Regions from separate parts of the Hordeum vulgare genome. Here region 2 is linked to region 1. Evidence: chromatin contacts called from public Hi-C data. All regions are on one chromosome and are shown on one strand. Each heading gives the region's core, a stretch centred on a gene start, on an enhancer-like site or on the middle of the called end of the contact. The rest is flanking DNA. Distances are from core to core; before and after follow the strand shown. Region 1 holds the start of LOC123407279 (formate dehydrogenase, mitochondrial). Region 2 holds the start of LOC123412308 (protein SAWADEE HOMEODOMAIN HOMOLOG 2-like).

What was found. Hi-C and Micro-C count contacts between places; a contact is called where the count stands out from the background.
Region 2: a Hi-C map of leaf shows a contact between it and region 1, with 2.8 times the contacts expected there. The contact joins the promoter of LOC123412308 here to the promoter of LOC123407279 in region 1. A contact is called at or near these places in 1 of 6 Hi-C or Micro-C datasets (leaf) and 1 of 1 datasets of contacts at active chromatin or transcription factors (embryo).

The regions. Positions count from the first base shown.
Region 1 is chr7H:153,463,300-153,468,459 of MorexV3_pseudomolecules_assembly, reverse strand. LOC123407279 (formate dehydrogenase, mitochondrial) reads left to right here and starts at 2,448. Exons shown (of 6, transcript XM_045100381.1): 1 at 2,448-2,621; 2 at 2,789-2,960; 3 at 3,656-4,196; 4 at 4,279-4,403; 5 at 4,805-4,917. The coding sequence starts at 2,553.
Region 2 is chr7H:154,107,729-154,112,888 of MorexV3_pseudomolecules_assembly, reverse strand. LOC123412308 (protein SAWADEE HOMEODOMAIN HOMOLOG 2-like) reads right to left here and starts at 2,015. Exons shown (of 7, transcript XM_045105263.1): 1 at 1,582-2,015; 2 at 1,276-1,438; 3 at 887-950; 4 at 620-671. The coding sequence starts at 1,767.

The DNA of each region.
Region 1 (5,160 bases), core at 1,199-3,698:
TCTCTTGCTGGATCAAGAAGGCGGAGATCCTCATCGAGCTGTATGTGTGCTGAACGCGGAGGTGTCATCCGTTCGACGCTAGATCGGGACGGATCATGGGACGCGGCGATTTGGATCGCGAAAATGTTCCACTACATCAACTCGTTTCTTAACGCTTCCTTCTTAGCGATCTACAAGGGTATGTGGATCCGATCTCCCTCCCGTAGATGGTCATCACCATGATAGGTCTTCGTGTGCGTAGGAATTTTTTTGTTTCCCATGCAACATTCCCCAACACTTTTCCATAAGCATGTATGACTATATATGAAATACATGCCTACATTATATTGATGAATTGGAGCTAGTTCTGTATCACCCTATGTTATGACTGTTGCATCATGAATGCCATCCGACATAATTATCCATCACCGATCCATTGCCTACGAGCTTTCCACATATTGATCCTTGCTAAGTTACTTTTCCGTTGCTATTGTTACAATCACTATGAAACTGCAACTCTCACGTTTGCCACTGTTACCGTTACTTTCATATTACTTTGCTACTAAATACTTTGCTGCAGATATTAAGTTTTTTAGGTGTGGTTGAATTGACAACTTAGCTGCTAATACTCGAGAATATTCTTTGGCTCCCCTTGAGTCGAATCAATAAATTTGGGTTGAATAATCTACCCTCGAAAACTGTTGCGATCCCCTATACTTATGGGTTATCAATGGCGGGGATCCGGCAGGCTCGGCGAAGGATTCAACAAGTGGCGTGGGGAGCAACTAGGGTTAGAGTTTGGGTGGAGGCGGCATAGAGGAAGGGGTCGGACGCGTGAGTGCGGGAGGAGGCGGCTAGGCTCTCTCCACAGGAGTGTCTCACCCTTGTCACTATTGGGTATTTTTTCCAAACAGGTAAATCTTAGAAATGCCCCCGACGGGCTTTGAGAATTACACGTGGTGGCATCCCAGTTTGACACTATTAATTGCTCCAACGTTTAATTTTAATCCGACGGCCATGATCTTTCACGCATGAGATCAAACGGACGACATGCGCCTAAAAATCAAGATGGACGGTCGGATGTGCCTGAGCTCTGAGAACGTCTGTAGCTTGCCTCGGTACTTATTTTTGGATAGGGACAATTACATTTGAGCCCCTAGTTGTGTCACACCCGTTTGATTTGCCCCTAGATTCAAAAAAACCTTCGTTTCTGTCCAAGCTTGTTTGCTCCACTTATGCTTTTGCCCTTTGACCCTTTGACCGTCACTTTGAAAACTTCATAACGAATTCGTACTAACTCAAAAAAGTTCAAACAAGATATCAAAATATTCAGAAAACATCACCTACATCTGAACGTCATTTACATCCATGAAAAACATGCTCAAAAGTCCACATCACAATTTGAGCTCATATGATGTTATCACAAATAGTAAAACCCAAAAAAAATTGAAAACAAATTCAAAAAATTATGATTTTTTTTAGTGGCGATTGCAAAGTTTCATCCGGGAATGAAATTTGTGGAAGTCGTGGCAAAAAAGAAACAAAATCAACACTCCAAAATGCTTTTGGTTTGGAGCATCAATTTGTTTTTTGTGCCACGACTTTCATGAATGTCATTTCCAGATGAAACTTTTCAATCACTCAACACATTTTCAATGTTTTTCATTAAAAAGATTCAGAATATTTTGAATTTGTTTTCTTTTTTTTTTGAATTTTACTATTCTTGGTGATATCATATGGACTTAAATTGAGATAGGGACTTTTCAACACTTTTGTCATGAATTTAAATAACATGCAAATATATGTAATGTTTTTCCAAACATTTTAATATCTTATTTGAATTTTTTTAGGTTAATATGCTTTCGTTATGAAGTTTTTAAAATGATGGTCAAACGGTCAAAGAACAAAAACATAAGAGGAACAAACGAGCTTGAATAGAAACGAGGGTTTTTTAAATTTAAGGGCAAATCAAACGGAATGTAATTGTCCCTTTTGGATACGCATTTGCAAAAAAATGGAGCTGGTGGCAAATGCTCCCAACCAGCACTCCCCCGCTCCGAGATCATGCACGCATGACTCACATAAACAATCCCCGAGGCGGCAAGAAATGTGCGTTCCCAGCGTGCTTCGGTTCGTTGATCCTTCACCACACCAGCCGCTAGCTAGCCGGACACGGCACTGATCACGGCATCTTCTCGCCCGCTTTTCCAGTAGACAACTACTGGCACTTTCATCGGCCCAAGTCATTTTCCAACCAGAACAGAAGCCAAAACAAACCACTATGCACACCACACACAGACACGTGGGGCATCAGCGAGAACCGGGCCCACAGGTCATCGTTGCCTTCACGCTTCCGTCCGGGACCACCACCGCCGCGCGGCGCAGGCAGCCCGTGCACGTGGGCGCCGAGGCGGTCCACCTGTCGGCGTGACGGCGCGGCGGCTTTATCTACCCGTCCCGTCCGGCCCTCACTCTGTGTGCCATCACTCCCATCGCTTCCCCTGCCTCGTCCGCCGTTCCCCGTGAGGTGATTGGCAGATTGCTTCTTCCTCCGCCGGGATCCCTCCGTCTCCATGGCCGCGATGTGGAGGGCCGCCGCGAGGCAGCTCGTCGACCGGGCGGTCGGATCCAGGGCCGCGCACGTACGTGGATGCCGTCCGCTCCTCGCCTCGTCCCCTTCTTTTTTTCGTGAAGTTTTTTTTTCGCTCGGTTTGCTTCCTGCAAGTTTCGGTTGCTGAAGAAGTGCCGCGGTTGGCTGGCGGGACTCTGAAGAATGCCGTGTTTTGATTTCTGTCTTCCCGTTCCGCAGACGTCTGCAGGCAGCAAGAAGATCGTCGGCGTGTTCTACCAGGCCGGCGAGTACGCCGACAAGAACCCCAACTTCGTCGGCTGCGTCGAGGGTGCCCTCGGCATACGCGACTGGCTCGAGTCCAAGGGGCACCACTACATTGTCACCGACGACAAGGAGGGGTTGAACAGCGGTCAGTACCCAGGATCATACCCAATTTTTCTCATGTTTTCAGTTTCCTACTATAATTTATTAGTACTCGCTCCGTTCCAAAATAAGTGACTCGTTTAGTATAAAGTTAGTACAAAGTTAAGTCACTTATTTTGGGACTGAGGGAGTATTTGTTAACGATTCTGTAAAGCAATTCATGTGCTTCTCTCTGTGAACAATTTGTGAATATATTGTACTATACATCAGATACAAATCTCAAAACGGTAAAGCGTAGTGAACTTGGCAGGACTTGTCAAAACACCTATGGAACTTGGCTGTGCAGTGTTTTACTGAACTGATATATCAATCCTGAATTATATTGGTTACTGTGTAGTCAGTAATGCTATGAGTATATCAGATAGACTACTCTGTTTTCGTTTTACTGATGACAGCTAAGAGTAATTTTCATCTGTTCCGTGTGAATTGTGAAAGGGGAGATTTGCTTCTTCTAGTTTGTATAGCAATTTCCCAAACTAACTGGAAGTATACACACCATGTCAGCTGTGCTGCAGGATCAATTCAAATGCCTATATATATTCCAATCTAGCTTATATGTTTGGACTTGTGTTAGTAAAATGAAATTAATATGATACTTATCTTCTTCGATGCTTTTATATCTCTGATTATTACTATCTGACTCTTAACGTGTGAATAAAATATTTCTGTTCTTGTCCCCAGAGCTGGAGAAGCACATTGAAGACATGCATGTCCTGATAACCACCCCATTCCACCCAGCCTATGTTACTGCAGAGAGGATCAAGAAGGCAAAGAACCTCGAGCTGCTTCTCACAGCTGGGATTGGCTCGGACCATATTGATTTGCCAGCTGCTGCTGCTGCAGGCTTGACTGTGGCAGAGGTCACTGGAAGTAACACCGTCTCTGTGGCAGAAGATGAGCTCATGCGCATCTTGATTCTGCTCAGGAACTTCTTGCCTGGCTATCAACAGGTCGTTAAAGGTGAATGGAATGTTGCAGGCATTGCCCATAGGGCTTATGATCTTGAGGGAAAGACCGTCGGAACTGTCGGGGCAGGTCGTATTGGCAGGCTCTTACTTCAGCGCCTGAAGCCCTTCAACTGCAACCTGCTCTACCATGACAGACTTCAGATCAACCCAGAGCTTGAGAAAGAAATTGGGGCGAAATTTGAAGAGGACCTGGATGCTATGCTTCCAAAGTGTGATGTCGTTGTGATCAACACACCTCTTACTGAGAAAACTAGGTTTCCATTCATCAGACTCGTTCTTTTCCATTATCTTATAATAATATACAGTTCTGTAAATTCTGTTTGGTCCTTCCTTCAGAGGCATGTTCAACAAAGAAAAGATTGCGAAGATGAAGAAAGGTGTAATCATTGTGAATAACGCTCGGGGCGCAATCATGGATACCCAGGCTGTTGCTGATGCTTGCTCCAGCGGTCACATTGCTGGTACCATCCTTTCACTCTTGCTGTTGGCCCTCGCAAAAAAAAAAAATACTCTTGCTGTTGGGGTCTATGAAATACATCGTTTTATTTGAGTCTGTCATGCCTCACATTTACCTGGGGTAATATGGTAAAATTTCGAAATCAATATAACATAATGCAGTAATGTCAAGTACTTCATTATGCCAATTTGTAGTTAACTATTTCTTAGTGTTAACAATAACAAAGGGTGATCTATGCCTCTGTGAATTCTGTTTCTTGCCATGGCACTTGTTTCTTTGATGGCTATTATTATTGTGTCCTATTTTGAATTGTGTCCAAGATTAGGATAATGATGCAGTACCTTATATTTTTGTCTTGTTTGTTTTTCCTTTTTCTACTCAATGTAACTCATTCCTGATTTTCAGGATACGGAGGTGATGTCTGGTTCCCCCAACCCGCACCCAAGGATCACCCATGGCGCTACATGCCTAATCACGCAATGACCCCTCACATCTCTGGGACTACAATTGATGCACAGGTTAGCTTCTGTGTTTTTATCTCAGTATAGGCCTTCCAGCGTATCATCATTTGCAGCACTTTGTGTTCTGATACCCAACCGTATGCTTTGAGAAATTCTAGTCACTAATCAGTTATTCTGAATGGATTCTGCATATGGTAACTTATGTTTTCCTTGACAAGTGGAGAATCAAGGAATAATCCATATCAAGAGCAATGTACATACAATTAAGACAGTAGGGCAACCTTAACCATCAGACATATG
Region 2 (5,160 bases), core at 766-3,265, 640 kb before region 1:
ACCAAACTGACATGAAAACCACTATTCTAATCTGATTCGCTTTAGTTCCTACAATTCAAGTGTGTAAATAGCATCGTGGTTCAGTATTCAAGATCGCTTCTCAGGATAATTGAAGGGGATGAATTAACTTACTTGTTTTACAAACTCTGACATGTCTACACTGCTATATAATCTTTAAAAGAAACATTAAATCTATGTATTTTGTTTTACATGTCAAAACACAGAGATGGTGAAAAGTAAATGTTATACCATCTAGTATCAGCTTCCCATGCCAGCCTAAAGTAGCAAATACACAAGGTTCTTGGAGTTGTGTTAACTGATCAGTACTTTATTAGTACCATCTTGTAAGGGTGTTGAGCAGGATGGAGTTATACGGTGCCGACTCACAGGACTTCTACAACACAAAGTTAGATAAGACGGGTGTTCAAAATGTTTGGACACCAACACAGATCCAGCTATAAGTGTTGGGGCAATCTAGGACACAATACCAACCAACTATAAATAGATGAGAACCGGAATCATCTCTAGTTTTAGTGCTGGTAAAGTGCTTCAACAAAGAATGGCAGAAATGAATTTAGTAAATCAATCATATTTAACAAAAAAAATATATGGCCATTACCGGGTCCCCCGTTTCAAAGAGCCTGTGGGACAGAAAGGCAGCAACATCATACCTGTAACAACAAAGACCGGTCATGCATATAAAACTAAAAGGTTTATGCAAGTAAACTGGATCAACGCTTAACCCCCACCACCACCACACACACAAACAGACACACAAACCAGCCCACACACGCACAAAAATAAATCAACATATACGCAAAAACAGACCACATGTGACATGAAAAGATACAAAAGATGAGAGGATGAAGTATGTATATCTGCATACCACGCGCCATCTCTAGCTGACTTTGCTTCAAACTCGGCCATGCCACCATCCGAAGCACTCTTTCCTGATTGGTAACGAAAATATCAATAATCCATAATCAACATGATACATGGTTCATGGCTGGTCGGTTGCAAAACTAAAGTTTTCTAAACGATGAACACTAAAATTGTTCTTATAGCAGCCAGCACCCAAACACAAGCCCTGGACACTCAGAGGCACCCCTACACTCAACATAACGAGCACAGCACTGGTGCATAAATTTTCTGCACCACCAAAGCAATACCGATATACCATCATCATTGTCATCTTAACCATCAGGGGGAATTACTATATGCTGTGGAAATGAACAGCATACGTAAATATCGAGTTATGGGCGTTCAAGCAGCCACCTGAGTGGGATCCGGGGTAGGAAGAGGATGACCCCTGAGCCCTGAAGGAGGCCGGGTGGTGCTCCTCGGCCCCCGTGGGCAGCATCTTCCCCTGCGGCGGCGGCGCGCCCCTGGGGGTCCTGGCCCGCTGCGAGTACCTCCGGTTCTGGAACCAGTTCCACACCTGCGCCGATCCACAAAATCCAACATACTTTTAGATCGGAAAATAAGACGGGCCCGTCTCGTATCGCCAAGGAAGGAAATAGGGTGGGGGGAACTAAATTCGAGCTCCGCGGACGGGGAGGGGGAAACCTAGTACGTACGTACCTGCTTGTACTGGACGGGGATCTTGCCGGTGCGGGAGGCGGAGGCGGTGAACTTCTCGGCGAGGCCCTGGATGACGCTGCGCTGCGGGATGGCGTTGTTGAGGTGACGCAGGTGCTCCTCCATCTCCGCCACCTCCGCGTGCGTGAACCGGAACGCTGGGCCCCCGCTGCTCGGCGGCCGCCCCATCCTCCTCCTCCGGCGCTGCCGCGGGTGGCGCGGTGAGGAGACTCGACGGGTAGATCGTCGGAGTGGAGCGGGGAACGGGGAGGGGGGAGGGAAGAGGTACGTTGCCGGTTCAGACAGGCGGCCGCTGAGCCTCCACGGGATCTCGCCTCTGTGTCTCCTGCTGTGCTGTGTGCCGCTGCCTGTGTTGGCCGCCCTTTTCTGCGGGTCTGGAATCTGATCCGAGTCACGAGGCCGACGCGACGCCCCCCTTCTGTCGCCTAGCTTTTTTTTTTTTAAGAAACGTTTACAGCCGGTCTGCTGCCGTCCCTGCATCGCTGCCGCCCGCATCGTCGGTGTCCGTCCCCGTCGATCGTCCGCATCACCGGTGCCCGTCCCCATCGGCCGTCAGATCCGTCGGTTCCAGCCTTCGCCTGTCGTCTTCGTCACGTGCTTTCATCATTGGGCTCGCGCGTATACAAGTGTTGTAACCGTCATCTAAAAAAGCTTCAACCATAGACAGAAAAAGCTTCAATCGGCTCTGCCCAGCAAGGAAAACTGTAACAGTACTTGCATTTTTCTACTACTGCCTAACTTTTTTGCTACATCCATCAAGGTGGACCTGCGACCTAGCGACGGCTATGAGGAATTTTTGCTGCAACCGTAGTTGCATTTTGCTATTGCCGATGAACTTTTTTGCTACATCCATCAAGACGGTGTTGCGACCTCGCGACGACGACGATGATTTTGCTGCAACCAAGTTTTTGCTGTATCCGTGGCCGAAATTTGCTACACCGCTGCTTATTTTTGCTATCATCGACGGTTTTTGCTGCATGACTCGATCGTTCAACAGGGCCTGTTCTGACGGCTCGCACGCGATCGACCGAAAGTTTTGCCCGGCGCGCCGGTGTAGATAGTGCCTTTATTTAGAGTTGCCTGCTTTTGTTGCTTGATTGCTTGTCACACGACGTACATGGGGTCATGAGTCTCGTGACTCAAAAATGCTACACCTACACATATGTAAACTTTTTCTCTAACACTCACTCTTATAAACGTACACATACATTCTATCCATGTGAGCATCTTAAAGATAGTGAGCGGACATATCATCTTGAGATTTATGAAGTCATCGTAGACGTCTCGCTGTCGACGGAAACGTTTTCTCCCACTGAATGCACATCGTCGAAAATCCTGAAATAAATTCAGGAATAATGCGAGCACCAGGACTTAAACCTTGATGGACTGAGATACCACTGTCATTCTAACCATCCAATCGTTCCGCCGAGGAGCTGTTGCTTCTTCTTGCATGGGTCCTCACGAGGTGGCTCGTCTTCTTCGTCATCCGAGCATTCCGCCGCCGCGGCGCGGTAGGCGTGCTCGAGTGTGCAGACGACATCTTCTCGTCGCAGGCGATGGTGATGACGCCGCTGCTCCCTGACATCTTGAGGACGTTGTAGCCATGGTGGGTCACTGCCATGAACTTGGCGAGAGCCGGGCACCCAAGGATCACGTTGTACGACAGGTGGAGGTGCACGACGTCGAAGACGATGATCTCAGTGTGGTAGTTCTTGCGCTCGCCGAAGGTGACTGGCTGACGCACCTGCCCGATGGGCACGGTGGACCCATCCATGACTCCTGAGAAGGGCTTGGTCGGCATGAGCTGTTCGTACGATAGCTGGAGTGTCTCGAAGGTCTCGACCGAGAGGACGTTGAGCCCCGCTCCACTGTCGATAAGGGTCTTGGTGACGAGGACGTTGCTGATGGTCAAGGTGCACATTATGGGGAGCTTGCCGGCCATGAATGAGCACCTGAGCTGATCACTTGGGTCGAAGGTGATGGTGGTCTGGGACCAGTTGAGGGGCGCATTGCTTCGGGCTTCGGGAGAGTGGCATTCACCTCCCAGGCGAACTACTTGAAGGCGCGGTTCGAGGCCGGGGTCTGGGCGCCGCCCAAGATGGAGGCCACCGCCCTGACCTCCTAGAAGCCCCCAGGCCCATCATTCTTCATGTCTTCATCCCTCCTTCTGGGTGGCGGAGGCAGCGGCGGCAGCCCAGCCTCATGAGGGCGAGCCTCACGAGGCTAACTGCGTCGTTGTACCTCCTGAAGGTCGTCGCGCCAGCGGTCGTCCCGAGCCCGGTCGCGCCAGCGGTCCTCCTGAGGTTGGCCGCGCCAACGGTCTTCATGAGGCTATTCATGCCACCCCTGACGTGGTTCTCGATCATCCCAGCGGCCTCCACTGCGACCACGGCCGTGCGTGGGGCCTCTGTCTCCCCACCGGGGGCGCCTGCTGAAGTGCTCGGCACGGACCAGTCGGAGCTCGTGGCACTCAGAGGTATCATGGCCGCTGGTGCCCTGGAAGATGCACGTTGGCCCCCTCCTGACGGGCGCTCTCTGTTGGGTAACGTAGCATAAATTCAAAATTTTCCTACGCCATATTCAGATCTTCCTATGGAGAGACCAACAACGAGAGAGGGGTGAGTGCATCTTCATACCTTTGAAGATCTCTGAGCGGAAGCGTTGCTAGAACGCGGTTGATGGAGTCGTACTCGCGGCGATTCAGATCGCGGTGTGATTCCGATCTAGTGCCGAACCACGGCACCTCCGCGTTCAACACACGTGCAGCCCGGTGACGTCTCCCGCACCTTCGTCCAGCAAGGAGGAGGGAGAGGTTGGGGAAGATCTCCGACAGCACGATGGCGTGGTATCGATGGAGAGACGAGGTCTCCCGGCAGGGCTTTGCCAAGCACCGTGGGAGGAGGAGGAAGGAGGGGAGCAGGGCTGCGCCGAGGGAGGGAAGAAACGGTGTGCAAAACAGCCCCAAAACCCTAGGTATATATAGGAGGAGGGGGGGTGCCACCCCTAGGGTTCCCACCCTAGGTGGTGCGGCATCCCCCCCCAGATGGGAGGTGTGGCGGCCAGGGCAGGGGGAGGGGGTGGTGCACCCCTAGGTGGGCCTTAGGCCCACCAGCGCCTAGGGTTTCCCCCCTCTCCACCTCCCGCGCCTTGGGCCCCTTTGTGGGAGGCGCGCCAGCCCACTTTGGGTTGGTTGCCCTCCACCTTTTGGCCCATGCTACCTCTTGGGGTTGGTGGCCCCTCCCGCTGGACCCCCGAGACCATTTCCGGTGGTCCCGGTACGCTACCGGTGACGCCCGAAACATTTCCGGCGTCCAAAACCCTCCATCCTATATATCAATCTTTACCTCCGGACCATTCTGGAGCTCCTCGTGACGTCCGGGATCTCATCCGGGACTCTGGACAAATTTCGGTAACCTCGTATAACAATTCCCTATAACCCTAGCGTCATCGAACCTTAAGTATGTAGACCCTACGGGTTCGGGAAACAAGCAGACATGACCGAGATACCTCTCCGGCCAATAACCATCAGCGGGGTCTGGATACCCATGGTGGCTCCCACTT